Regions from separate parts of the Mus musculus genome. Here region 1 is linked to region 2. The links are chromatin contacts, called in public Hi-C maps. All regions are on one chromosome and are shown on one strand. The core of a region is the stretch at or near the end of the contact, and the rest is flanking DNA. Distances in the headings are between cores, read along the strand shown. Region 1 overlaps Dennd6a (DENN/MADD domain containing 6A). Region 2 overlaps Slmap (sarcolemma associated protein).

The links. A called contact is a pair of places that touch in the nucleus more often than the background predicts.
Region 1: a contact with region 2 is called in a Hi-C map of the G1E-ER4 cell line, with 2.5 times the contacts expected there. The contact joins two enhancer-like sites. A contact is called at or near these places in 4 of 39 promoter capture datasets (the C10 cell line, the HPC-7 cell line and frontonasal cranial neural crest), 19 of 484 Hi-C or Micro-C datasets (the 63-12 cell line, the AML12 cell line, B cells and 15 more), 15 of 115 datasets of contacts at active chromatin or transcription factors (the 230-238 cell line, the HPC-7 cell line, the SCID.adh cell line and 8 more) and 4 of 9 other capture datasets (adipose tissue, embryonic stem cells, liver and 1 more).

What each region holds. Positions count from the first base shown.
Region 1 is chr14:26,594,484-26,597,240 of GRCm38.p6, reverse strand. All of the region lies in intron 3 of Dennd6a (DENN/MADD domain containing 6A), which reads right to left. Among named protein-coding and RNA genes, the nearest start is that of Dennd6a, 16 kb to the right of the region's middle. Within about 2 kb of position 1,255, at least 17 of the 459 cell types and tissues checked have an H3K27ac peak or open chromatin away from gene starts, as enhancers often do. A contact at or near this core is called in the G1E-ER4 cell line, where this site is marked.
Region 2 is chr14:26,514,578-26,517,277 of GRCm38.p6, reverse strand. All of the region lies in intron 1 of Slmap (sarcolemma associated protein), which reads left to right. It also overlaps the pseudogene Gm2178. Among named protein-coding and RNA genes, the nearest start is that of Gm24031, 18 kb to the right of the region's middle. Within about 2 kb of position 1,322, at least 72 of the 459 cell types and tissues checked have an H3K27ac peak or open chromatin away from gene starts, as enhancers often do. A contact at or near this core is called in the G1E-ER4 cell line, where this site is marked.

The sequences.
Region 1 (2,757 bases), core at 6-2,505, 80 kb before region 2:
GTGGTGCACACCTTTAATCCCAGCACTTGGGAGGCAGAGGCAGGCTGATTTCTGAGTTCAAGGCCAACCTGGTCTACAGAGTGAGTTCCAGGACAGCCAAGGCTGTACAGAAAAAACTCTGTCTCGAAACAACAACAAAAGACTATTTCTACATTATCACAAACATGGGTATGGTGTGGCTCAGAATACATGTGACTATGATAAAACTTCAAGACTAGCCCTCTGCAAAGCATACTGGTACATGCTTGTAACCCCAGAACTAGGAAGATGGAAAGAATATCACCAAGTCTCCAAGCGAGTCTGATGACCATCACAACAACAGCAACCAAAAAGCAAAGCATGAAGGCTCTACTCTGCATCCTTCCAATCTCTGCACTCACCCCCCTTGCTGTGACTACTGTGGCTAAGATGGAGTTGCTCAGAGAGAGTACTTTAGGTCAGATCTTCTAAGGTGCAGAAGTACAGACACATACAAGTACAAACGTAAGGAAGTGCACAGTGCAGAAGTTCAGAAATATGGAAATGTACAAGTGTAGAAGTGTGCAAGGGAGAGTATAGAAATGTAGCACTGGCAAGGCAGTGTATACGTGTCTTACTGTAGCTTCTGCAATAACACCAGTTCATAAACTGGCTACTGGTGTGTGAACAAATAAATATCTAAGTTGAATACGCTGAAAAGCTTTTCTGGCAACCTGATATTAGTGTCATAAATTTATAGTTTTGTTTTACTAATATTTTTTAAATTTCATTTTTTTTCTAATATTTTCTTTAGCATCTATTTTACAAAAGTATTGGTCCATACAGACAGTTAAAAAACAAAAACATGCGCTTCAGCACAGGTAATTTAAGGAGTATACAGTATATTACAATGTCCTTGCTGTTTGACACAAATATTGTCTGCAAGCCAAGTCTACCCACAAGGCCTGTTCTTCCTTGAATTACTGCTACTTAAAATTCTCTGCACTGAGCCTGTGTCTTCTCCCTTGACATATTTAAGATAGAAGATTATTGTCCTTCAGTACCCAACATAGCTTAGGCTGAAGGAACACCTACATTCAGTTGGTGATAACGGTAAATAATGAGGGAAAAGTCTGGCTGTGTGGCTGATAAGAACACACTCTAAATTCATATTCAGAAAAAAAATGCATGAAACAGAAACAAGGACCAGCCCAAGTTTTCTTCTAAATTCATGAAGATCTAGGGTGTGTACAAGCAGAGGATTGTAGACCGGCAAACTATTTCACTGTGAATTGTAAAAAACATTTTCTTCTGTTTAGTTTTCAAACAGTCTAGAATGATATCTACTTTGTATGTGTGTGTGGGGGTGGGGAACGTAACACGGGAAGGAAGCCCTAATTTATGACTCTTTCCTAAAGTCTGCTCTGCTGTGCCACGATTTCCTTTCACAGCAATAAAAGCTATTTTGGAAATTTTAAGTCAAAGTTGGCAGAGTAATTATAACTTCCATTTGGAGGATAAAGAGGAAAAACAGTGGTTTGGATAGCACCAGAGCTCTGAAATGCTCTCCAAATCATGCTCATCTGCTAGACCATCAAGGTCTGCTTTTCAAGATCTTTTGTCAATTTTACTAGTCCCAACCAGGTTTTGGGTAAAATGAATTATAATTCATTTATAGTCAGTTTATTAAAAAGACACTTTTTAAAAAATCTGTAGGTCATTCATATGCCTAAAATATTAGAATTTTTATTTCTATAGATTTATGTTGGGAATTGGTTCTAACGCTTTGTCTTATTTCAGCTCCCAAAAAGCTGCACGTCCAGACCTGAGGGTCCCTGCCCCAAGCTGGGTTTGGCTGATAATAAAGAACTGCCATACAGCCAATGGCTGGGCAGTAAGACAAGGGGCTGGGAGAGAGAGACAGAGAACCACCAGGACTTGGAGGGAGAAGGATCCGATGTCAGAGCTGCAGGAAAGAAAGCAACCAGCCAAGTAAGAATTCGGGAAAATGGGGGCTGGTGAGATGACTCAGCGGTTAAGAGCGCCTACTGCTCTTCCAAAGGTCTTGAGTTCAAATCCCAGCAACCACATGGTGGCTCACAACGAAATCTGATGCCCTCTTCTGGAGTGTCTGAAGACAGCTACAGTGTACTTACATATAATAAATAAATAAATAAATAAATATTTAAAAAAAAAAAAAAAGAATTTGGGAAAACGGCCTAGTGACCACTTCCCTGATTGGGTCTGGGGTAGCAGAGATGAAACGCTGAGTCAGGAAAGTTGGAGGGAGAATGTATGCTAACAGCAGAGGATTAGAAAGGCCCAGCCTTTGAGCTAGTCAAGGCATATCAAAATTAGCTGGTGTGTATGTGTCTTTCATTCACATATCCAGAGAGCTCTTGGGTTCTCCTGCACTTGTGACCCACCAAGATACAAAGCAGTTTCACTAATTCACTGTTACAGATTTACTTTTGAGTTTAAATGTATAAAAACAAAATGACCTACACAAATACTATTAAATAATTTATTAAAAAGGCTATCAAGTGCCAGATGTAGGTCATTAATTCCAGCACTTAGGAGGCAGAGGCAAAAGGATCTCTGGGAGTTCAAGGCCAGCCTGGTCTACATAGTGAGTTCCAAGATAGCCAGGGATATGTAGTTCAAACCCTATCTCTACATAAACAAACAAATACCCAAAACCCTCCAAACCCAAACCAAACCAACAAAACAAACAAACAAAAAGGCTCTCAGGTAGTTCAGTGTTAAAGAGTTCTTTCCTGGCGTGCTAAAGGTCAAAGT
Region 2 (2,700 bases), core at 73-2,572:
ATCTTACCTAGGAAGATTGCGTGAGACCCATTCTTTAACACATGAGTGTGAGGTTTAATTCCACATTCATGTTATACCAGAGCTGTCTTCTCAGTGACTTAAGGGATGTTCAAAGTAATAGATTTGGAGGCTCAGTGAGTTGGTGAGTGTGTAATTACTCTGAAATGCTTGATTGAGGGGTGTAGAGTATAATTAAGCATTTTGCTTTTAAAGCCTGTGTATTATACTTGTTGATAACTTGTTTGTTCTTAGTTTTAATTGTTGCTACTTTCATGAAGTCTCTGTTAATTGTCCATATACAGGAGTGTCTGGCGTGAGGAATGCCATACAGTTCAGGTATTCCTTCATAGGCTTACTTGTTAGTTGAAATCCTGAGTTAACTACATACTGTGCTAATGGATTGTGACTCAATCATTATGTATATTGGAATTTTGAGCTTTATAATACAGCATGAATTAGAAATTCAGTAGCCATAGCTGTTCTCGTAATTTTTTTTTAATTTTTAGATTTGTTTTTTTTCATTTTTAATTTTTAAAAATTTCATTAGGTGTTTTTTTCATTTACATTTCCAATTCTATCCCAAAAGTACCCCCTCCCCTCCCCTCCCACTCCCACTTCTTGGCCCTGGCTTTCCCCTGTACTGGGGCATATAAAGTTTGCCTGTCCAAAGGGCCTCTCTTTCCAGTGATGGCCGACTAGGCCATCTTTTGATACATATGCAGCTAGAGACATGAGCTCTGGGGTACTGGTTAGTTCATATTGTTGTTCCACCTATAGGGTTGCAGTTCCCTTTAGCTCCTTGGGTAATTTCTCTAGCTCCTCCACTGGGGGCCCTATGATCCATCCAATAGCTGACTGTGATCATCCACTTCTGTGTTTGCTAGGCCCCGGCATAGTCTCACAAGAGACAGCTATATCAGGGTCCTTTCAGCAAAATCTTGCTATGTAATTTTTTTTTTAATGTTCTGAGTTTTGAAAAGTTTGGAACTTAACTTTGTATTACTATTGAGAGAAAAAAATTGTTTGAGAAGACTTTGAATATAAGTGTGTATGTAACTACTGTGTGTGAAGTCTGTGGAGAAAGGCTTTCTGAGAGCTGAATTGTGTCAGCTTTTACTCTGCATTTGGCCAGTAATAAAAGTTTAGCTTAATCTTGAGCGTGTGAACTTTTCATTCAGCTTTCCCAGGCGTTGGGCTCGCAGGCGTGCACTTCATCTGCAGCCCAGAGCTGGGACTCTGGTGAGCTTTAGCTCTTTCTTTGCACAATGTTTATCTATTGTAAACTGTGGATGTCAAAACCCACAATCCGCACTGTCACTTCCTTTGGACAGTGCAGTTCTGCTAACATGGCTTCCACGAAACCGACTTTCTGAGTCTTGAAAACATACTGAGAGTGCCCTCCGAAAGTTAAGGTTTGATACATTTCCTGAATTACGACTACTTTTTAAGGTTTATTTTAGTGTTTTCAATATAATTTTCAAAACCCTGTTAAATGAACCTCTATTATTGTTACCAGAAAACTCCAAACGTTCTTTAAGCCTTTTGGCATGTCATTTAAACTGCTCAGATTACATCCTCAGAAGATTATAATTTTATTGTGTAGCAAAGGTTTCATAATTTATATCCTTTACTGAATTTAAAATTAATTAATTCGACATCATCTAATTTCAAATTTTGCTTTACATATTAGATTCAGATAATGATTATGGAAGCATTCTGATAGGAGAAATACAGAGGATAGTTTGTGGTTGCCTTTTTGCTGTGTTCAGAATCGTCTCGCAGCTTGAGCTTCTTTAACTGCGTTGCTTCAGCTATCTTGTTTCAGAAGAAAAGTGAGGTGAACTAACTAGTGATGCCTATAGTTACTCTAAACAGCACTTGGCTTTAACGAGCAAAAATTTATAGTAATTATGCTAATCAAATATTTAAAAAGCGGCACTCTTAGTGATGTTAACAAGTGTTTTGATTTTACTGGTTTCTTTATACTTTTCATATGTGATAATGCTTCAGTGTAAAAATGTCATTTTCTTCTCTGTGAAAGTTATGTACATGAGCTGAATCAGTCAGTAAGAAATGGTCCTTACTTTGTTTTAGTTGTCTTTATGCTGTTTTCTTTTTGATTGGCTTGAATTTAGGTTGGGAGGTTGTCTTGTTGATACATGGGTGTATGTATGTATGTATGTATGTATGTATATATTTTAAGTTTAGTTAATATTGAATAGATCATAACAGCTTATTGTTCTAAGTTTGGTTAATACTTAATTTTTTTTACAGTTTGATTTTCCATTTCTTCCTTAGACTTCTTAGATAATTGTGTCTGTTCTGATTTTCTTTTTTCTGTTTTTGTAATTACTTAAAGCTGCATGTTTATTTTGCTTTCTGACTCTGTGCTTGTACCTTCAACACGTTGACAATGATTTTCTGCTCCTCAATAAAGAAAGCCTGCTTGATCCTGTCACAGACACACTTGGCACACATGGAGCAGCTATAGGCCCTGCTTACCTGCATCTTTGTCTTAGACAAGCGCATAAGGACTACCCTGGCTCTCACAGCAGGCAACCCTTGCAGTCTGAGTGGGCACACGCCACATGCAGATTTAGGTGCTTTCCCAACCTTCTTGGTATAAAGGTAAACAATCCTGTTGTCAGGGGTTCGAGACAGCCTCGTTTTGTTAGAGGCTGTATTGTAGGAAAGCCTTTG